3 separate regions of the Gossypium hirsutum genome follow, and regions 2 and 3 are each linked to region 1. Evidence: chromatin contacts called from public Hi-C data. All regions are on one chromosome and are shown on one strand. Each heading gives the region's core, a stretch centred on a gene start, on an enhancer-like site or on the middle of the called end of the contact. The rest is flanking DNA. Distances are from core to core; before and after follow the strand shown.

Region 1 (3,266 bases), core at 469-2,968:
ACACGGCCTACCACATGGCCTGGCACATGACTGTGTAGCGTGGACAAAATGATTTTTCAACTTTTATTGTTCATTATTTTTTGTGATTAGTGTTACACAATCCAATTTTTATACGAATTCACCCATGACACTCCCGAGACCTAAAAACAAAATTCAATTCATCAACTTAGTGATGATTCGCAAAATTAAATTAAATAAACGTATAACACGCAGCGCCCTTAATCAATCCCCCAAACACAATCGAACCCTTACTGAAGAAAGAACAACAACCAAGTGATTCAAATTGCTGGAGGGACGCCAACCGACTTACCACTTTCTCCTAAAGTTCATTTAATTTAGTACGATACACAAAAACCCAAAAACACAGACTTCCCAAAAACTACCCACAATAATTCCAATTAAAAGAACAAATAAGGACAAACGAACATTACCTTCACGAACTGAAAACCAAATAATACAAATAGGCTCAAGAACAACTATAACCGTAGCAAATGATTAAGGAGGCTGCAAGAACAAAAGGAGAAATAATGGCAGAATAGGGAACCAAAATATTAAAAGAAAAATAAAACAAAGAAAATAAAAGAAAGAAAAAGATAAATAAAGAAAAGATTGAGCAAAAGGCAATAGCAAGAAAATTGAAGTGACGGCGTGAATGTGGGTGGAAAAAAATGTGAATTTGTTTGTTTTCAAACAAAATAACGATATCAAGTTTATTTCCTAAACATAGGCAGCAAAATTAATCCCACTACCTAACAATTATCTGAAAAAGAGTTTAAATTTAATTAAAACTCATCAACCACCTTGACAAAAAGAATAAAAACAATCCTTATGCTTACAGAGACTCGAACACAGAACCTTAAGTGGATACACCAAATATTTAACCACCTAATTAGTACACATCACATGGAAAAGCCCAAGAAAACTAAATTTTAGCAATTTGGGGCGTTACAACAAGAGGAAAGGAAAATGACAGCTTTTAGGGATACACTAAAAGGAGTGTGATTTAAGCGACTTAAGTTTCTCAAGCCATTGGTTCATGTGGGAGAAAGGTCGATTGGCTAGAAATAATATAAAAGAAAGGTTGGATAGAGGTGTGGCCAACAGGGAATGGTGGGCACGTTTTCCAAATTATTCATTACAACATCTTAACCATAGTTTTTCAGATCATTGTCTATCTTTTAGATACTTTAGGGAATCGAAGGGTCAATGGCTTGCGAAGAGAGGCGTCGTTCCGTTTTAATGTAGATTGGGCACTAGAAACTGATTTTGATAAGCAAGTTAAGACGGTTTGGAATTCGAACAACATGGAACTTCCAGGAAAACTTGAGTTACTAGGACGATCCTTAAAAGAATGAGCTAGAACGAATAGAGGGAAGAAACATAAAAGAAGAGAGGAATTGACCCGAAGACTAAACCAGCTAAACGAAGAAGATCCAGATGATGATCACTTGGCAGAGATCACAGAAGTTAAACTAAAGCTGAACATGGAAGCTGACAAAGAAGAAATTTATTGGGAGCAACGAGCGTGAGAAAACTAGCTTAGGATGGGTGATCGCAATACATCTTTCTTCCATAAGTTTGCAAGTCAACATAGGAAGAGAAATTTAGTGAAGGGCCTTAAAGACAAAAATTGAAGGTGGGTCGAAAGGGAGGAGAAATTAATTGGGCTTGCAACAAGGTACAAGAGAAATTTAGTGAAGGGCCTTAAAGACAAAAATTGAATGTGGGTCGAAAGGGAGGAGAAATTAATTGGGCTTGCAACAAGGTACCTTATGGACCTATTCTCATCTAAAACAACCCGTAGTTGTAAAAATCTTCTAACGAAAATCCAACCATACATTCCTAATAGTTTGAATGAGGAACTTTTTGCCAATTTCAAAGAGGAAGAGTTGGTAGAAGTGTTAAAATCTATGGCTCCTCTAAAAGCCTCAAGGAAGGATGATTTTCCTGCTTTCTTTTATCAAAAATTTTGGCACATAGTGGAAAAAGATGTAACAAAGTTTTGCTTAGAAATTTTAAATAATCATAAATAAATTAGAGAGGTGAAGAAAATAAATATCGTTCTCATTCTTAAAGTTTCGGTGCCTAGAAATGTGGGACAATTTTGACCTATTAACCTTTGTAATATCCCATATAAGGTAATATCAAAAGCAATTGTTAATAGATTCAGGAATGCCCTTAATTATTGTATTGAAGAAACTCAATGAGCTTTTGTGCTAGGAAGAAAAAGTACTGACAACATCCTTGTGGCATATGAATTATTGCATTCATTTAAAAAGAGAAGATGTAGTAAAAGATTTTTTACTCTAGAATTAGACATAAGCAAGGCTTATAAAAGGGTTGAATGGAAATTCGTAAAAAAAATGATGAGAGGTTTTAGCTTTTGTGAAGCGTGGATATCTTTAATTATGCGATGTGTTAACAATGTTTCTTATACGGTGATGCTCAATGGAGGAAAAAGAGCCAAGTTCAAACCCTCAAGAGGCTTAAGACAAGAAGATCCACTAAGTCCATATTTATTTATCATTTGTGTAAAAGGATTTTCAAAGCTGCTCAACATACCAAAAGAGAAAGGAAAATCGATGGGGCAAATGTGGGAAGAGGGGGACTATCAATAACCCACTTATTCTTTGCTGACGATAGCATCCTATTTTGGAGGGAAACTAAAGAAAGAATCTTAGAAACAAAGGCGGTGATGAATGAATATGAAAGGATTTCTAGACAAATAGTAAACTTCGATAAATCCTTAATATATTTTAGCAACAATATCAATGAAGAAACCAAGTTGCAATTAGGAGGAGAATTGGGAGTTAGAATTGCCAATAATATGGAAAATTACCTGGGGTTACCAACAATGGTAGGACGATGTAAGAAGAATGCTTTCGTTGAAATCAAGGAGAGATTTTTGACGAAAATAAAAAGCTAGAGTATCCGTAATCTATCAATAGGAGGGAAAGAGGTTTTTATTAAATCTATTTTACAGGCTATCCCAATCTACGCAATGCAATGTTTCAATTTGCCAATTTTAATGTCGAGATTTAGAAGTTTTATTATGCAGATTTTGGTGGCACAACCTAAAAACTAATCACAGAATAATTAATTGGTGTAATTGGAAATCATTATGCACCCCAAAGGCGCAAGGGTGTATTGGTTTTAGAGATCTTTCAATGTTTAATAAGGCTTTGTTAACAAAACAAGGGTGGAAGTTGATTACCAATCCCACCAGCCTATTGGCTCAAGTAATGAAAAGTAAATACTATCCGAGG
Region 2 (3,242 bases), core at 129-2,628, 130 kb after region 1:
TCTCTCCCTTCCTTTACATGACTTGTTAAGGAAAAATGGATGGAGAAAAGAAAAAAAATGAAGAACTGTAAAAAGAAAAAAAAACAATAGGGTGACTATAATATAGGGGAAAATAGGAACAAATCCACTTTATCCCATACCTCAATCTACCAAACCATCTTTTCTACCAAACCATCTTTTCCCATTAATTTGGGAGAAAACTTTTATCCAAAAATGGTAAAATCACCATATTAGCCATCCATCTTCCCCCTACTTCACACAAGCTTCCCAACATCCTTAATTTCTTATAAAAAGGTCCAAAATTTACCCAAATTAATTCCAACAAAACCCAATCCCAAAATAAATTTATCCATCACCAACCCAAGTTAACACTCAAACGTTAACTCGAGAATTTGGGGTCGTTACCTATCAAACTTCAAAATTATAATTATTATATTTACTCTAATAATTTATTTATTAATATATTTTTATACTATACGTTGATAATGACCATAATAATAATCGCAAAGCAATAAGAAAGAAAAATAAGAACACACAAATTTTACATAGAAAACGCTTTTCGGAAAAAAACCACGGGCAGAGGAGGAGAAATTCACTAATATTGAAAAACAATAATACAATTAGTTTTCGACTACACATATTTTAAGGGTTAAACAACCCTGTTATAATTAATGTCTAATAGAATAAGTACAGTCCTATACGCATTCAACTTGTGCGACATGGTTTGTATCGCGAGGGCTCGGCCCAGCACCTTTGGTCATACCCCCAGTTGAGTTTAGTGGTTTATGGGGATTTATGGGGGCAAAGGATCGAGGGTCAAACTTTCTATTTATTAATTTTTTTAATAAGTGAGTTGCACCTTAAACTTTTCAGGTCGGATCAAACGAGATTTAGGTCACACAACTCTAATAATTAATTATGGTTAGTGATGCAATAATTTTTCATGAATTATTATAATTATGATTTAGAAATTTATTTCAACGTTCTATAGTTACTTATTTATATAAAAATTATAATAATTTATCATAATTTTATGAATGAGACTAAAAAAATAAATTCTATAATCAAGACAAATTAGTGAAGTGTACTTCTAAATAATTATACATTCGGTGAACCAAATATTTAAACCTTATAAATTACAGCTAAATAAACCAAACATAATAATATAATATCCATTTGTAATTTTACAACTCGACAATCCTATTAGGAAATATAATTTTAAACCAAAATACCAAATGCTTTTTTTTACAATTATCATTATAATCCTTAAGCAACCCAATTTACAAGAGCGAAAACACAAAAGCAAAGAGAACAGGAATTGGGCCTCTCGGCCGAGAACACAAAAGAAGCCCATAATGGGAGCTCATTTTTCAAATCTCCCCTTCCCAATTTCCCCTTAAAATAAACGAAGAGAAAAAAGTGGGGGAAGAGAGGGTTCATTGTTGTAGTAGGGTTTTTCACTGAGAAGAAACTAGAAACTTAGAAACCCTTTGCAGATTTGTTTGTTTTCAACAGTTTTAAGCTCTAATACTAACGAAATCGTAAATCATGCACGCCCCGGTTCTCGTTCTAAGTAAGTTTCTTTCCTTTCCTTTTCTTTTAATGCATTTCAATCTCAAATGGAGCTTTTAGATTCTAAAACCATCATTGAAATACGCAGAGGATTCGTTGAAACGGGAGTCTGGGACGAAGGTTCACCATGCTAACATCCAAGCCTCCAAGGTCTTTCATTTCTTTCGTTCTTTTTTTTTTTAAAATTTATTATGTTTCTACTTATTTTTTATATTAATCTGAAATGAAATTGCCGAATAAGCTGCTCAAATTTTAAAAACAATGTAAACCCAGTTTCTGTTCCTTAGTTCTGAGTATGGGCTTCATCTATCTAAGAAATCAGGCATCTACATGCTTTGGATCTTGAATTTGATTTTCATTTGTTGTCTGTCCAATGTTCACTTAACCAAAAACCTTTACAGGCTGTTGCTGACATTATTCGAACAACATTGGGTCCTCGATCCATGTTGAAAATGCTCCTTGATGCTTCTGGAGGTAATGCTTTTTAGCCATTTTCCGTGCAGCTGTTTTTCGATTTCCCAAAAACATTTTATTACCCTTTAAATGCACTCTTGTTCAACAGCAATGAAGTTTTTATATGGTTTTGGTTTCTACCAGGTATTGTTGTCACTAATGATGGAAATGCTATCCTACGCGAGTTAGATCTTGCACATCCAGCAGCAAAGGCATGTTATTCCACTATGCTTATCTATTTGCTTTAGCATGTGAATGCCCTTTTCATTCTTTCTTATCTTTTTGTGGTTGCTCTTGGCAGTCAATGATTGAATTGAGCCGTACCCAAGATGAAGAAGTTGGAGATGGAACAACATCTGTCATTGTTCTTGGTATATCTTTATACAGCAGAATGCTGTTTATGTGCCATGTTTGATATTTTTTAACGTAGTAGTTACTTATCCAGTTTTATTCTTTTATCTATAAGATGTTTTTTTTGAAGAACTGGTAAAATTTTCAGAAGCTCAATGGAATTTTAATTGCTATGGGTTCATGTGTTTATCCATGATTTAATCAACATGTTAGGATCCAATTTCCTTTAGTACTTATATTTGGTGTACTTTTTGGTGCAGCTGGTGAGATGCTTCATGTTGCAGAAGCCTTTATTGAGAAAAATTATCATCCTACGGTTATTTGTCGAGGTAATGTAACTTAGAAGCGCTGCTAGGTTCTTAACCTCTGCTTTTGAACCATAAATTAGCATTGAATGAAGAATCCTTTCATTTGCAGCATACAATAAGGCTTTGGAGGATGCTATTGCCGTGCTTGACAAGATTGCAATGTCTATTGATGTCAAAGACCGTATGTTTCTCTTGGGAACATTTTGATAACAATTTTTTAATCTTTTATCCCCCTGTATGTGCATCTTTAATATATTTGGGTTGTCACATTATAGCTTTTATGTTTGAATGATAGGTGCCACAATGTTGGGACTTGTGAAGAGCTGTATAGGGACAAAGTTCACTAGCCAGTTTGGTGATCTGATTGCCGTGAGTGTCTTCTTTTTTCTGAAGATTGTTTCTATGCGCGTTTTGATTATAGATTTATATGCATTTGCCTTTGAATTGGCATGGCAATTAATCGTTTTCCTTGTTGCAACTGACCTATGTTAGACTAATCACTTGACCATTCTATTGTTTGATTATTTAGCTGTTTGCTCATATTCAAATATGAATAGA
Region 3 (3,239 bases), core at 665-3,164, 170 kb after region 1:
GGCATATTTAGTTTTGTTTGAATGGTATAATAAAATTTATTTCTTCTGTCAATTGAGAGTTGTTCAAGTGAAATTAATTTATGTTATTAAAAATTTCACCAAATTCTATAAAAATCTTCCATTCAACCAAATAAAAATAAAAGGCAAAACAAATTACCAAGTGGATTTGGGAAATGAAGGTTGCTAAGAATATCTTAGTGCCTGCAAATTGAGATAACCAGACAGCCTAATAAGAACTATTACTTTCACCTCTCAACTCACACATTTTTTTAAATATATATATGTGGATACTAATACCTTCTGAAATGGTCAATTTTGTTGTGGGAGTTGGGGTTTACTGCAACAGTTGTTCATGAAATCTTTGATCTGCAATATTAACTGGCCAGATTCTTGCAATTCTGGGAATATGTAGAAGGCGTGAATCATGGTTGGAAATTCCATCAATGTTGCTTCTTTCCCGCATGCTTTTAACCATTCATAGTACCTCTTTTGCCAATCTTTCAACGGGTCAAATCCACCCACCACCACCATCGTCGCCGGAAAATCCACCCCGGATATATCATCAGCGTTCGGTCCGCTTACATTCACGGCTTTGTGATCACGGTTCGAACCTTGGGGCAAGAATGACTTCCAGCAATAATCGGCTCTCGGAACTGACACCAGGAATGCATTCGCTAGCTCTTCTTCCGCCGCCGTTCTTTCCTCTCCGCCGAAGAATGGTTGAATGCAAACGAGTCCCATCACCTTCAATGTTTCAAACCCAGCTCCGCAAGCCCGGACTGCTACGTGGTGAGCGATGTTGCCGCCTGCGCTATCTCCGGCTAGGAAACACCGTGATAAGTCAGCGTTTTCCGGTAAGACTGTGGCGAAGTTGTCGTTTAAAAACTTAAGAACGTCGAATCCGTCGTCGTATTGAGATGGGTAGATATGTTCGGGAGCTAGACGGTAATTGACGGAGACAACGAAAGCAGGAAACTTACGGGCGAACCTACGACAAACGGCGTCGTACGCCTGGGATGCGGGGCTGAGGAAGGTGAATCCGCCGCCATGGAAGAAAACGACAACGGGAAGGAGGAGATCGGAAGGGAGGGAAGGAGAGAAGAGGCGAAACCAGAGATTGCGGGAAGCATCGACGGTGGGGTCAGAAGAAGAGACGGAGTTAGAAGGCTTGGGATTAGGAGGGGCTTGGTAGTCGAGTAAGCGGAGGAGACGGCGGTTGACAGAGCCATCGGAGCGGCAGGAGGCGTCAGTGACGGCGGAGATAAGGGAGATGAAGACCCTAGTCTTCAAAGGGAGGGAGGGCTTGGTACGTTGAGGCGCCATGTTTTTGGGGTTTGGACAAAGGTTTACTTAAAGGAGGAAAAAGTTGCGTCAACGGAAAAGAAAGAACGCAGTTATGAGTCGCCCAACTACCCTGCTCACCATTGAAACTACAATGTGGAATTTATCCTTGAATTCGGGTGCCATGCGCTGTGCGTGAGCTATCTCATTTAAAGCCGTGTGCTATGTTTGTTCAAAGTAACAAATGGGCAAGTTTTAGGTTCGCAGATTCTGATATTTAGTTTGGGAGTTGATTACATAATTAACTTTACAACATTGTTATAACTTTTTCAGTTAAACCTGTGCAATACAGAAATATAGAGGACATTCAACCTCGATTTCTGAAAGCAGCAGCAGCATTCAACATCCCCTTGCCTGTATCCCAATTTATTACAACAGAGCAGCAAGTGTATCGATGTATGTATGGGCAGATATTAGCAATATCTCAACTTCAACGCAAGTTTCAATAATTCAATCATTATTTTTTTCATTTTTAGTTTTGATGGGATGATCCTGAATGTCTTCCTCTTTGGGTTATTTTTTAATTCCAAAAAAATAATGAATTTTTAGATTTTTTTAAGAGAAATTTTTAGAAGTTTATGTTTTTTTTTTCTTTTGCAATTTTTATGATTTTTTTTTAGTTTTTAGATATTGTAAGGAATTTTAGTTTTTATGCACGCGGCAGAGTTTAATTCGCAAAGGGTTTTTTTAAGGGAAACTATAGACGGGGGTAACAAGGTAAACGCAAGGAAAGTATAGGGATCAAAATAACCATTTTTTATTTTTATTTTTGAGGTATCAAACTAAGAGTTTGTGTATAGTACAGGGAACAATTTGAATTTTTAAAATTTCTGAATTTTTTTTATTTTTTTAAAATTTTAAATTATTTATTGATATGATTTATAAGATAAAATAGTTCATTTATATTATTAATAATTTTAATAATAAATAATTGAAATTGTATAAAAAATTCATATATTTGTATTTTATTGTATTAAAGTTTTTGTAAAAATATTATTAATATTAGTATTATTTGTATAAAATTATTTAATAATAAAAATTATTTTTGATTGATACCAATTTCATAATAATAAATTTTATATATTTATTAAATTACTATAAAAATCAAAATAATATATATTTCATATAACGAAAAAAAGAAGAGTTTTTTTACCAAATAATATAAAATAATAAAATAAATACTGAAATAAGATAATGACCCTAAAATTTATTAATCTAGGCAAACTCAACCCGCATGTCCAATCGGCTATACCCCTCTCTCCTGCCACTGATGATTGAAGCAATCATCACATTTAAAAAAATAATTTTTTTGAGTGCCACCTGAGCAATGAGTGACACCAATATTTTAGACCCAGAAATATACTTGAAAATACACTAGAAATACCAAAAAATAAAACAAAAATATTATTTTTTATTGGTGCAGCGATGTGTCAAGTGGCACCCAAATATTTTATAATAAATTTTATTTTTTTGTAAAAGTAAAAAAATTAACACCCATTGGAACCCGAACCCGTGATCTACAGGTCTGGGTTCCAGTACCAATTATTTTATATATCAATTTTTTTACTTTCTGTTTAAAAATATATATATAATAAAAAATAATATTATGAATATTATAAAAGGGGGTTGGTTTGGTCCCCCAACCCCCTACAGATACCGAGAGGAATTTTTTTTTCAAACAAACAGAGTTGGAGGTCCCCCTTCACCAAAAATAAGAAGAACGAAAAGGTTAGTGTATTTAGTTAGTTGGTTATTTTTTATTAGTATAATTGGTTATTATTTTAGTAGTAATTTATTTGTGTTAAAAGTGTATTTAGTGTTAAGGTTAGTACTAAGATGCTTGGTTGCATTTTTGTAGTTTCAGAAAAAAGTGGAGAATCAATTTTTTGCAGTTATTC

Evidence for each region. Hi-C and Micro-C count contacts between places; a contact is called where the count stands out from the background.
Region 2: a Hi-C map of leaf shows a contact between it and region 1, with 4 times the contacts expected there. The contact joins the promoter of LOC107914458 here to the enhancer-like site in region 1. A contact is called at or near these places in 8 of 34 Hi-C or Micro-C datasets (fibers, leaf and petal).
Region 3: a contact with region 1 is called in a Hi-C map of fibers, with 2.3 times the contacts expected there. The contact joins the promoter of LOC107914459 here to the enhancer-like site in region 1. A contact is called at or near these places in 3 of 34 Hi-C or Micro-C datasets (fibers, hypocotyl and leaf).

Annotation. Positions count from the first base shown.
Region 1 is chrD10:16,398,678-16,401,943 of Gossypium_hirsutum_v2.1, reverse strand. No RefSeq gene overlaps it. Among protein-coding and RNA genes, the nearest start is that of LOC107914453, 13 kb to the left of the region's middle. Within about 2 kb of position 1,718, at least 8 of the 9 cell types and tissues checked have an H3K27ac peak or open chromatin away from gene starts, as enhancers often do. A contact at or near this core is called in fibers and leaf, where this site is marked.
Region 2 is chrD10:16,270,231-16,273,472 of Gossypium_hirsutum_v2.1, reverse strand. LOC107914458 (T-complex protein 1 subunit gamma) reads left to right here and starts at 1,378. Exons shown (of 13, transcript XM_016843378.2): 1 at 1,378-1,573; 2 at 1,661-1,722; 3 at 1,974-2,046; 4 at 2,170-2,237; 5 at 2,327-2,396; 6 at 2,637-2,705; 7 at 2,794-2,865; 8 at 2,980-3,053. The coding sequence starts at 1,549. It overlaps LOC121222156 (a long non-coding RNA gene), which reads right to left and starts at 133. Exons shown (of 2, transcript XR_005919179.1): 1 at 1-133.
Region 3 is chrD10:16,231,133-16,234,371 of Gossypium_hirsutum_v2.1, reverse strand. It overlaps LOC107914459 (probable carboxylesterase 18), which reads right to left and starts at 1,914. Exons shown (of 1, transcript XM_016843379.2): 1 at 104-1,914. The coding sequence starts at 1,323. The coding sequence ends at 310.